3 separate regions of the Mus musculus genome follow, and regions 2 and 3 are each linked to region 1. A link is a contact called in public Hi-C and HiChIP or PLAC-seq data. All regions are on one chromosome and are shown on one strand. The core of a region is the stretch at or near the end of the contact, and the rest is flanking DNA. Distances in the headings are between cores, read along the strand shown.

Evidence for each region. Hi-C and Micro-C count contacts between places; a contact is called where the count stands out from the background. HiChIP or PLAC-seq counts read pairs in DNA pulled down with a chosen protein or histone mark.
Region 2: an H3K4me3 HiChIP or PLAC-seq map of bone marrow-derived macrophages shows a contact between it and region 1, with 2.1 times the contacts expected there. The contact joins the promoter of Pacs2 here to the enhancer-like site in region 1. A contact is called at or near these places in 7 of 39 promoter capture datasets (cranial neural crest, embryonic stem cells, maxillary cranial neural crest and 3 more) and 2 of 115 datasets of contacts at active chromatin or transcription factors (bone marrow-derived macrophages and pancreatic cancer cells).
Region 3: a Hi-C map of neutrophils shows a contact between it and region 1, with 5 times the contacts expected there. The contact joins the promoter of Tedc1 here to the enhancer-like site in region 1. A contact is called at or near these places in 6 of 39 promoter capture datasets (cranial neural crest, embryonic stem cells, frontonasal cranial neural crest and 3 more), 1 of 484 Hi-C or Micro-C datasets (neutrophils), 3 of 115 datasets of contacts at active chromatin or transcription factors (microglia, pancreatic cancer cells and thymic regulatory T cells) and 2 of 9 other capture datasets (adipose tissue and liver).

The regions. Positions count from the first base shown.
Region 1 is chr12:112,691,906-112,695,851 of GRCm38.p6, forward strand. Gm30298 (a long non-coding RNA gene) reads left to right here. Exons shown (of 7, transcript XR_003950268.1): 1 at 1-1,939; 2 at 3,555-3,946. Among named protein-coding and RNA genes, the nearest start is that of Gm30298, 4.2 kb to the left of the region's middle. Within about 2 kb of position 1,721, at least 409 of the 459 cell types and tissues checked have an H3K27ac peak or open chromatin away from gene starts, as enhancers often do. A contact at or near this core is called in adipose tissue, bone marrow-derived macrophages, liver and 6 more, where this site is marked.
Region 2 is chr12:113,012,972-113,016,574 of GRCm38.p6, forward strand. Pacs2 (phosphofurin acidic cluster sorting protein 2) reads left to right here and starts at 1,537. Exons shown (of 24, transcript NM_001081170.1): 1 at 1,537-1,711. The coding sequence starts at 1,593.
Region 3 is chr12:113,153,783-113,157,693 of GRCm38.p6, forward strand. It overlaps Tedc1 (tubulin epsilon and delta complex 1), which reads left to right and starts at 2,639. Exons shown (of 8, transcript NM_134041.3): 1 at 2,639-2,789; 2 at 2,893-2,971; 3 at 3,379-3,581; 4 at 3,796-3,911. The coding sequence starts at 2,655. Crip1 (cysteine-rich protein 1 (intestinal)) reads left to right here. Exons shown (of 5, transcript NM_007763.3): 5 at 1-97.

The DNA of each region.
Region 1 (3,946 bases), core at 471-2,970:
CTTATTCCAGCACACATTTATTAAGTTATCACGTCTCTCAGTGCTGGGCATCTGGGCAACTTCCAGTTCTGACTGTAAGCAATTGTAACAAATATTCTTAAATGGCACTGAAGCACTATGGGTACCCAACTCCCAAAAGTAGGATGGCTGGCCTAAGGAGAAGGCACTTACAATTCCCTCAGAGGGTGCCAAACTGCCTATGCAAGGGGCATTCTCTGTTTCCCTGCAGCCCTGACTACATTTAGCAAATCAGGAAATTTCTAAATATGATAGTTCGCCATTGTGGTCATTTCTCTCAGTATGTGAGCATCTTTTTTCTAGGTTCACGGATCATTTGTATTTTGTCTGGATCAACTTGGTTCAGCTCTTACAACCAACTTTCTTACTGAGTTTTTAAAGAACTTCTTAGTCCTTTGGGTTTTTAAAGGGCTTCCTAGGTACTCTAATCCTTTGGTGTGAGATGGTAGGTGGTCAAGGTACAGCCCTAGCTATGACCATTGGGATGAGCAATGTCACGTGTTAGAATGCACACATCATCTAACAACCCTTGTGTGCAAATCTCTGTGGCAGTGTTGGGTCCTCTCCTGGTTCTGCACCCTCCTGTGGCCAGGCTGGACATGATGAGTGGATGAGTGGCTGTAACAGATTCCCTGCCCCACGCTCACCACAAGCAGGGCTGGCTGTACTCATTCCGTTTTGCTTTGGGTTCTCTTGGCTGCTTCCAACCCATTCTCCAGGTGGCCTCAGGTATCCGTGTCTGGAACATGGAGTAAAGCTACTCTGGGCTCTGCTCCACTTCAAGATGGCTTCTCCCAAGCTCCAGCAGACCCACTCCAGAACCAGCACCCTGTCACCCAGTGAAGCAGAACCTCCCTCACTCCCTGTACTCTTCTCAGGCTCCTTGGTTTCTTCCCACCAACCAGCAGCTACTCCTGGTACTTCACTCTATTCAGTCTCCTCTCTCATAGGCATCCCTGGGCCTCAGACCTGGCTCTCTGGGGGCCTGCTCTGACTCTTCTTAGGGACACCCATTCTTCCCTTGCGACAAGTTCTACCCTTCCTCTAGGGGTACTCCGAAATGGACCTCTCAAAGATCCAAGGGGGGCAGGGAGCCTTCACCTTTGCACTGTCTTATTCTCTCGAAGGAACTGTCCTCTCGACTGTCTTAAGGCTTGGAAGCTGCAGGCCTGAGTCCTTATGGCTTGGGATATTGAGAAGCTGGGGGTTTGGGGGACCTTAAGGACTGAGAGTCTGGGAAGCTGGAGGCCAGATACTCTGAAGACTTAAGATTCTAGGCAGCCAGCGATCTTAGAGTTTTAGGGTCTGAGAAACTGGGGTCTAGAAAAGTAGTTAGGACTTGGGGATCTAGGGAGCTTGGGACCAGAGGAGCTTTAGGAGTCTGGGGCCCGGGAGCCAGGGGAGGCAGGGCCCTTATAGGGGAACAATCACCCGCGAAGCGCAGCCCTATGCCTCTGCCCTTCGGCACTCAGACGTGGGTCCTTGTCTCTCCTGGATGGATCAAGGGAGCAGCCTCGGCTGACACCAGAGCCAGTTGTGACCAAAGGACGCTCGTTCGCACCGACCGGCAACTTCCGCCGGACAGAGCCGGCGCAGCACTCGCCAGGACACCGTGGCGACAGCGGTAGAGTTCCACCTCACGACCCTGAACACTCCCGGCCTTCTGCACACTCGCTGCGCACGCGCAGCCCCTTCGCGCAGGCGCACTCCTCACGCCCCGCGTTCTGGCGTCACGCGGCCTCCGGGCAGTGTGGCCGCCAGGAACGCCGGGTGGAAGCGCGAGCCTTGGAGAAGCTGGTTCCTGCTCGACCCGTGCCTCCTTTAGTCACTCGTGCCTTGGAGCGTCCGCGAGGGCGGGGTCCTCGTGGGATGTGTTCAGCTTTGTGTCTGCAGAGCTGTTAGGAGGGCCTGACACCTCATTGTGCGTAGCTGTGGAAATGAGGGAGGGAGGAAGGCGATCCATAGAATTAATGGTTGCTTCCCTGTCGATGGGATGCTGAGACCACCATTGTGACAGCAGAACCTAAGACAGAGGAGCTGCTGTAGACTTACCAGGTCCTCACCATGATGTTGCAGACAGCTGACAGGAAGTTCAGAAGCATGTGGCTTCTCCACAGTAAAAAGATTGCTGTGGAAAAGAATTCTGACCCTATCCCCAGAGGCAAAATCACATGAGGTCTAGGAGAAAAGCTATGCGGCTTTTGAGCTCCGTGACAGCTAGTCGTGGACTGAGAGATCCTGAAAAGCATCACATCCCCAGATACCATGTCTGACAGTCAACACCTCCCTCACATCTCTGCAATCAGTTCCTTCAGCTCTATACCCACAGCTGCATCCAGAGTCCCTATGCCTCTTCTTTCTCCAGTTCTTTCCAAACAGTAAATTTAACCATGTCGCCCGCACATTTGCCTTCAGTCGGTTAACTATAGGATATGAATAAAGGTTCAGCGTGTAGGTGGGTGGGTGGATAGGTGTACTGACGAGCTGTGGGTGCATGGAGGCACACGTAGGTGTGTGAGTGAGTAGGTGTATAACGGGTTTCACATAGCGTTTTGAATCAGTGCATTGGTTTGAGGCTGGTGTATCTGATGGGACCTCAACAGTCCAGCTGCACCAGCATGGTGTGTAGCTATTTTCTCCAAACTGAAACACCCCACCACACACACACACACACACACACACACACACACACACACACACACACACACAGGGAGGAAGGAGACTCCTAAGCTAATGAAACATACAAGACTCATAAAATTGTAAGACTCAAAAGGCCTCCTCCTCCTGGTTATGTAAACTATGAGTAATTTCTGGGGAAAGAGGACTCTTGATGGAGTCGTGTGCAGGTTGGGCAGGAAGCTCCTGGGATGAAGGTGTTGGAGTGGTCACCCATGCTTTGCTGGGCTGTCTTGATTATTCAGCTGCCTTTAATTTACCCATGTTCCTATAAGTAACTCCTCTAAAATGAATTGGCTTACCAACCTGGATGTGGGTGGAATGGTTTCTGAGGTCTGTTGGTGTCCTGTCTGGAGTGAATAGATACGTTTTGTGGATTTGGTTAATTGCTTGTATTGTGTTAATTGGGTTCCCAAAATATTACATGAGGATCCCACATGTAAGACGCTTCCGTTCCCTGCCCCCAGTTGGTTCTAATTGGTAAACAAGGTTGCTGGTGGCCAATGACTGGGCAGGGAGACAAAGGCAGGACTTTAGTTTTCCCAAGCAAGGGAACCAAGGGCAGAAGGATTTAGTACCACCATGGTGGGGAAACAGAAAGATCAGGCTTGAAAGCTGCAAAAGAGAGCAGCGTACAATCATGTAAGAGCCGGGAAGAATGGCCCCAGTCCCCCTCCCCTTGGGTCTAAGGCAGCAAAGATGGAATATAGATTTTAGTAAGTAATAACTCAGGAGTATCAGAGGGGAGGCTTTAGCAATGTGGAAGTTTGGGAGTGGCCCAGAGATTGAGCAGATTAAGGCTTATTAAGTATAAGGCTGTGTTCATGCGTGCGTGTGTGTCTGTGTGTTTCTCATTCAAGAATCCACAACGTTGGAGCAGTAGTGAGGAACTCTGGCTGCCACTGCTGGGGGATTAATCAACAACAGCAGCAGATATGTGCTCACTCATCTGTATGACAAGTCACAACGCAGGGCTAGCTGGCATCTTCACTGTGCTATGGGTTTTCTCCTGTGACCGCCAGCAGGTTGCTACTGCTCTAAGCATCAGGCATCCCCTACATCCAGTGCCTAGAACCAACTAAACTAGTGGAGCAACAGTGTTGGTGGACATTGGTTAATGCCCTTGCCCACCACCTTTGGATGATGTGGTCTGTGAGAAGTTCCTCTCCTTTCCACTCACGCACGCAAGACTATATGAGTAGTCTGACAAGATCAGTTTGAGGAAGGAGGGCTCTGTTTGGCTCTCAGCTTG
Region 2 (3,603 bases), core at 287-2,786, 320 kb after region 1:
GTCACTCTTATTTCCTCCCTTGACCCTGGCTGCAATGCCTGCCTGGCGCACACAGACACAACTCATCAGACAGCCCATTCTTCTGCCTGCAAATGCACCCTTGGTCTGTCCCCAGCGCTGTCTGCCAATTGCTGAGGTCAGTGGATGCTTGTCTTTTGCTTCCAATCAAAGGCAGCCTGTCCACCAAGGCTGATGAAGCTCGGTGAACACAGCCTCTGGTTTCCTAGGTACAAGCCTTACTACTGGCCCCAATAGGGCTGCAATGTCAGACAATATTCATTTCAGCTGGCCACAGACTGACAGACCCTCTGGACTTTGTTTTACCACCCCAGCGAGTGAGGAACATGAGGAAAACACAGGTCCCCTTGTTCTCTTCAAAGCAGACTCTGGCTTTAAGCAGCTGCAGCTGTTTGCAGCTCCCATCCTGGAGTTACAGCAGGAGGCTGCCTCTGGCAGAGGAGCTCCAAATGTAGATGGCAAGGGGTTGGGGTGTCATAGCAGAGGAGGGACCACCCCCACAATGCCTTCCTGGGAAGAAAGGCAGAAAACAGGACTATTGGGTAAACCTGAAGGGCAAGGAGGGACAGCCAGGTCAGATTGATTTGAGTTAGAATTGTTTCAATAAGCTTACTAGAAGATAATAAGACATGGAACCTAGCGGGAGAAAGGCAATTGTGTAAAGCCGTGGATACAAAGAAACAAGACATGCCAGAAAAGCTTTTCCCTAAATTTGTTGACTTTGACCAAAGACAGCCAAAAAGAGGGGGAGGGACATCTGCCACTGAGAGCTTCTTCCTGAGGCCCAGAGCCTAGCCGGCCTTCTCCAGGCCATGCCTGGAATCCCCTGCCTACTGGGCCCTGCAGTCTGATCGGCCACCCGCCCCTCCTATTGGCCCAAGTTCACTGCGAGCAAGGGAGAATGCACCCTGTACCAAATATTTGAGATGCTCTTGAGAAAAACTTAAAAATAAATAAATAAAGCACTGCTGAATATAGGAGGAGGCTGGATGGGCGGAGGTTGCTGGATGGGGCAGCTAGGGAGGACAGATGGTGGCTGAAACTCCTCAAGGAATAAGGGTGGGTGGGGCCTACAGAGTGCGAGAGCCAGGCCTTAGGGGCCTGTGCGGGGACACGCAGGATGGCAACCGGATGAGAGTCACCGGGATACATGGTCACGTCCCTAGGCCCGCGGTCCGCCGCAGGGAGCGTGAGGGGTTCGTAGACCTGGTCACTCCCGCAGCCATCACGTCGCTCGCCTGAGTCCCTGAGAGGGGCACAGCCTGTGCGCCGCCGCGCGCGCTCGCTCCCGCGGCTGGGCGCCGGAGACGCCCTGGGGCGCGCGCCTCACTTCCGGTGGGCGGTGATTGGGTGCGCCGCGCGAGCCCTGCCCCGTCGACCAATAGGCGGCGCGGTGCGGCAGGGGGCGGGGCGCGGGCGCAGCCTGGACACCGCCCGCGGGCCTGCCGGACTCCCGCCGCCCGCCGGCGCCATGTGACCGCGCCGCCGCCCTCCGCGCGCCCGGCCCGCCCGCCCGCCGCGCTCCCGCGGCCCGGCGCAGCCCCAGGCCGCCGAGGGACGGCGGGGCCGGCGCCATGGCCGAGCGGGGCCGCCTCGGCCTGCCCGGCGCGCCCGGAGCGCTCAACACTCCGGTGCCCATGAACCTGTTTGCCACCTGGGAGGTGGACGGCTCCAGCCCCAGCTGCGTGCCCAGGTACGCCCCCGTGCTGCGCTTTGTCCGCGCGCACCTGCCTGCGGGCCGGGACCCCGCGCCCCCGAGCGCGCGCGGGTGACTGCAAGGCGAGGGCCGGGGCGGGGCAGCGGGCCTGTGGCTCGCCCGGCCGGTGCTCTGCCCGCACCTTGACACCTGCGTCCCGGGCCGGGCTGCGCAGCGGACCTCAGGCGGTGGAGCTCTCGGCTAGTGCCACAGCTCTCCTCCGGCGTGCAGCGGCACTGTCACACCCCAGAGGCCTGGGCCTGAGGCTCCCGGGACACGCCGCTGTCTCCTCTCCATCTACCCTGCGGGTGAGGTCTGCGCTCTCTTCACCTGTCGGCCTTGTGTCCGGCGTTGTGACGAGAGCTCCCGAGACCGTTGTACTCTTTGCTTGGAGCTGTTAATTTTGCCGTTGCACAAGCCTGGTCTTTCTCCCCTGGGTAGGCGACCTCCTCCTCGCCCCGTGGAAAGGGTTAGACAAAATTTACCCGCTGGGCGGACACTGTGGCCACCCATCTCTGTGTGGACTACAGCTTCCCATTCTAGTGCCCAGCTTGAAACTTTTGTGATTTCTTGACTTGGCTCCTACTCGGGAGCTTCAGCTAGTGAGAGAAAAGAGGAACTCTAGACACCAGGTTGAGGGCGCTCCAGGCTTCCCTCTGGGGAGTCAGGGAAAGTGGCCTTATCACCAAAGAGCCTTCCAGGCACAGAACTTGGACAGTGTGCCCTGGAGGGGGATCTGAGTAGAGAGATGCTAGGAAGGAGAAGGGGAACTTTCTGTGTTCTTTCAGCAGGCCTCTGAGTGTGGTGTTGGGGGTACAGAGGCCACTAGATAGTGGTTTTACCCTTCTAGAATGCACAAGGCCCTCTGGGTCTGTCTGTGGCTTTGGGAAAGGAAGGATGGATCTGAGGGGCATCTGGAGGACTGAGACCTGAGGGTCAGCTTTTGCCTCAGTGGGAGCATCTCCCAGGCCCCTAAAGCAGGGTGGGGGGAGGGAGAGATGAACTGATCTCCACACTTAATTCTGGCTCTCTACAGCATTGCCCTGAGACTTCACACTGGCCCTTGAATTCCTTTAGCAGTCTCTGAGTTCCCTTAATGAGAGCCAAGGGTCCCCATGCCCCCCACCCCATACACCAGTCAGCCTTTCTCTTTCTCCCTCCCTCTTCTGTTCCCCCTTCCTTCTTTTTCAGAAACACTGAGGCTGTTTGAACTCCTATGCTCTTGTGATCCACATCCCCAACACACACTTGAACTTCTTTTAGAGTTAGAACCGCAGATACAGGTAGCACACTCACCTAAGACTGGAGCCTAAACCTAGTAAGGAAAGGGAGAGAGGCCATTTCCTTTAAAGGTGGACGATTTTTTTTTTCTTTTGAGACAGGGTTTTGCTTTGTAGTCATGAATGGCCTTGAACTTGTTTTTGTAACCCAGGGTGGCCTTGAGCTCTCAGTCCTCCTGCCTCTGCCTCCTGTGTACAGGGATTATAGGCATGCGCACCGTGCCTGCTGTGGTCTGTGTTCTTGAAGATCCTTTTTCCACAGGAGAAGGTAGGGGTCAGGGAAGGCTGGTGGAGGACAGGCTTACACAGAGAGGAAGATGTGAAAGGGGTGAGCAGCAGCAGGTGTTGGGGTGCTCTGGGTGTTGGGCTGGACAGAGACTTTCTCTGGAGGGGTGAGGACCTTGGTCAGGTGGAGCAGATGTTCTGTGTGTTAAAGTATAGAGTGTCAGGACAGTGTTGCATGTTTTCTGACCTGTGTCCTCCTCTGCTCTGCTGCCAGAGGTGCTCACCCTCAGGACTTAGCACACACCTTCTGCACTCAGTCAGCACTCAGCACTCACCCTCAGCACTCAGTCAGCACTCACCTTCAGCACTCATCCTCAGCACTCA
Region 3 (3,911 bases), core at 1,389-3,888, 460 kb after region 1:
AACTCTCCCTGCCCGCCCAGGCACATGCCAGGCCTTACCCCCGGACAGCAGGGCTCTCGGGAACCCTCAGTGCCTTTAATAAACCTGATCTTTGGAAGTCCTGTGTTTTTGTCTGCTGATGTGTGATAGAGGGGTGTACAGTGAGAGCCTCAACCCCAGGCCTGATGCAGGGCACTGCTTTTCCTGCTGCTGCAGGCAGTGGTGCCCACTACCCTTTGAGGGGTGCAGTTTCAGGCCTACATCCAACTTCAGGATCCGTAAAGTTCCTGTCGCCTGGTTCTGTAGTGGTTCTGGCCTGGGGTGAGGTCCTGGCTGTCGGGGTCAGCAGGAACATGGCGTAGGTGGGGCTGGCCGCAGTTCAGAGGGTGAATCAGTGGGAGCTGCTTTGGTTCCCTTTTTGAGCTGTTTCGGGAGGGAGTTGTGTGGATTCCTGATCTATTCCATTTTCACTTCCTGCAACCCCACCCTGTCCCCAGAAGTGCACCCTTGTGGGTGAGCTCTGTAGCTGCTCAGCGTGGTCCCAGACACCTTTTCCCTGAACAGGAGTGCCCTGGGTGACCCAGTGCTCTAATGGGATTTGAGGGTGACAGTGGAAAGGGCTTTCTGGAAACCCTTGTAGAGCCAGGCAGCTCTCAGCTTTGCCTTCCCTATGCTACTGGCCATTCAAAACCCTTTGGACTTAACAAGGTCACAAAGGTCTCAGCAGTGTCCTGGTCTAGCCTGGGTTCATCTTTGGCACCTACACTGCAGGAACAAGCTGGATAGTCCAGTAAGTGGTCTGCAGTGTAGTGTAGTATAGTGTAGTGTGTATTGTTGGGTGATTCTGGAATTTCAATAGGTGGAGGCCATAGTGTTTGAGGTGACCACAGTATGGAGTAGAAGAAGCCCACCTTCGGTATTAGTTTCCTACTAGGAGGGGTGAGGGTATCTTTGGTGTCCAACCAGACCTGCAGAGGACCTGGAAGAGATGTATGGGTGAAGGGCAGAAACTCACTTTCCCCTGTTGTCTTCCACCCTTAAGGCCCCTGTCTTCCTCATACTTCCAGCCCCTCGAGCCCAGATCCACGTCTCTCAACTGGAGTAGACTTGGGCCTCCAGCAACCTGAGAGGCCTGTAGGAATGAGCAGGTCAGGTGAGGGAAGTGTATAGTATTGCAAAGAAGCCTAAGCGGCAGAGAGTTCCATAAGGGTGTATCAGGAGTTCCTTGGCACAGTAGACAAGAACTCAAGTCTTTGTGCTTTTCAGGGCGCTTCGTGTTTAAGGTGTGCAGTATAGCATGGCTCTGAAGCGAGGGCAGGAAGAGCAGGTAGAAACTAGCTGGGCGAGGCCATTTGCTGTGTGGCAAGGGGCCAGGAAGGAGGAGACCCTGAGGCAGAATAGCTGAAGGTATCCAGATGAGCAGAGGAAGGTCTGCAGCAAAACACAGGGAGGGTCAAGGTAAAGGTGAGCCCGCAGTCTCCGCACTTCCGGAGGGCGTGGCCATCCTGTAGACCGCCGTTAAACTGGCAGGTGCCAAGGGACAGCTCTGCCCCTCCCTCTCACCTCACTTTCCTTTTCCGCACCGCACCCTCTCCCTCTCCACCTGCCTCTTCTTTCCTAGCTTTGAGATGCAGAGTACACGCAGTACTGTCTGTCCGCTGCTCCAACTATTTTTGGTGGCGACATCGAGGGCACAAAGCTTAGTTTGTGTCCGCTCGAGCGTTCAGGTCTCGCCCCAGCAATTCTTCCTGCCACTCGTCGCCTACAGGCTTGTCTCTGGATCACCGTTGGCAGCGTCCGGCCTTTGTCCGGCCCTCCTCCACACGCACTGGCGCACATAATGTGATCTTTCGCATCCGGCTTCCCACAGAGGCTGCTCTGGCTTCACCTAGGTTGTAGCCACGTAGTAGGCTCATGCCGGTTGCGGAGGATAGTTGCCGACTGCATGTCTTTCCCCGTGCATCAGGTTGCACTCTGGGTTCATTCTGCCATTGTCATGTAGCTACTGTGAATCCTTGCGGGATTCTCAAAGCTTACCAAGATTGCTCCTGAAGGGCTGAGTGCAAAACTAAGTTCAACCTTAAAAGAGAGGGCCGCACCCTTTTATGAAGTGGAGAATTTTCCTTAAAAACTGCTCTTCTAGTGGCTGGAGGAAGAATGAATATGGGGACAAGGAAGTCTGGGGCTGGCTGTACATGAGAGGGAGGATGGCTTTCCGAAGAGACTTCTGGCGACGTGGCCCCCGGAACTCCCCACCCACTTCGCAGGGCTCAGCTGCTTCTCGCGGAGGCCTGGCGACCCCTGGCGGCGGGTTCCTTCCAGGGCGGCTTCGCAGAGACACTCCCTTCGTGGCTGGGTGGAGCCACATTGCTCCTTCCTCCGCTCCTCCAGGGAACACCTCGGGCGCATGCGCGCCCTCCAGCCTCGCGCTTCCCTAGCCCGGGGTTGCTAAGGCGGTTGATAAGTCGAGGTGCTGATTGGTGAGTTCCAACGGAGTTGGCACCTCCAATCCCCGCCCCCGACCCCGGAAGTGCCTGCCTACGGGATAGACTGGTAGGCACTCAAACGCCAGAGTCATCGTTCATTGGGCCTGAGGGGAGAAGGCGGGCCTCATCCGGAACTGTGATTGGTCGGGGTCCCGAGCGGGCAATCCGAGGCTGTCTAGTGCTGGCTGTATGCGGCGGCGGCGGAGCCGGGTGGAAGGGGCTGCCCGGGCCCTGCCTGAGGCTGTCGCCGCGCTGAGTCGGTGCCTGCCTGCTGGGCCCAGCCCAGAAATCTTCCGCCGCGCCAAGTTCGATCGACCTGAGGCGGTGAGGCTATTCGAGTAGGCGGTCGGGGTCGGGGCAGGCGTTGCCTGGGCTGATGTAGGTGACACCTGATACCCGCTGACTACAAACTCCTCGTTTGCTTCAGGCTCCAGTGCTCTGGCAGCTTCTCTTGCGCGTGCTCTCACCGCTTGCTGCAAACAATACCTGGACCGACCTTGCCCCAGGTAAGCCCCGCCCTCTCAGAAAGCCGCTCCCCAAGGCTATTGTAGTTTTGTCTTAACCCACCAAGTCCCGCCCCATCAAAGCTCCTCTGTTGTTTCCTCCCTTCCTGCAGGCACCTGCTCCTCTCGCTGTTGCGCCCACTTCCATTAGTATAAGTTCCCACTAGCCTTTACCACGCTTACCTGGGTAGTAGTGGCTTTATCACTCCAGTGAAACGCTGAGACTGGCCAACCACTCACAGAAATCCTGCCCGTTGGTTATCACTTTGCCTCCTCATAGACTCTCAGATCTCGCCTCCTTAGTCCACGCTTAGCAGGTTCTAAGCTTAGGGGGTGCTCTCAGGTCCCCAGAGGGATCCAGGTGAAATCTCCAGGTTAGCACCCCCTGATCTGATCATTTCCCACTCCAGAGGCCCAAGCCTGTGTGGTGAAATCAGCACTGGGCTCCCAAGGCTACCCCAGGTCTGTGCTGCTACAATTTCCAGACGGCAGTTCTCAGGGAAGCCGGGAACTGCTGTTGGCCCTGTCTTGGCTCCTCGCCCGAGGACCCTTGCTTGAGCAGCTGCTTGCCCAGACCCGTGTGCAGCTGGGTGACCAGTTGCCCCAGTGGGAGGTGAGTATGTAATTGAGGGTGTCAGAGCCCTGCTTTGCCCAGAACCCGTGGATTTCTCCGGGCTTCCAGCTCATGTGGTATTTGCCCTTGGTGTGGTTCTCATCCAGCTTTGAAGCTGAGGATGTACGTCAGTAGTACAGCTTCCCTGTCCTGGTCCTTCCTCGAGATATGGGATGTATAGCAGGGCTGACTCTTGTTCCCTCTCTACTGTGAGGCCCCAACCAGTCCTGGTCCTCCTGCACCCTTTGTGGAACCAAAGAGCCCCGTGGATCTCCGACTAGTGGAATGGCTGATGGGAAGGCTGCGGTTTAGGTGGCGATGCCTGATCTC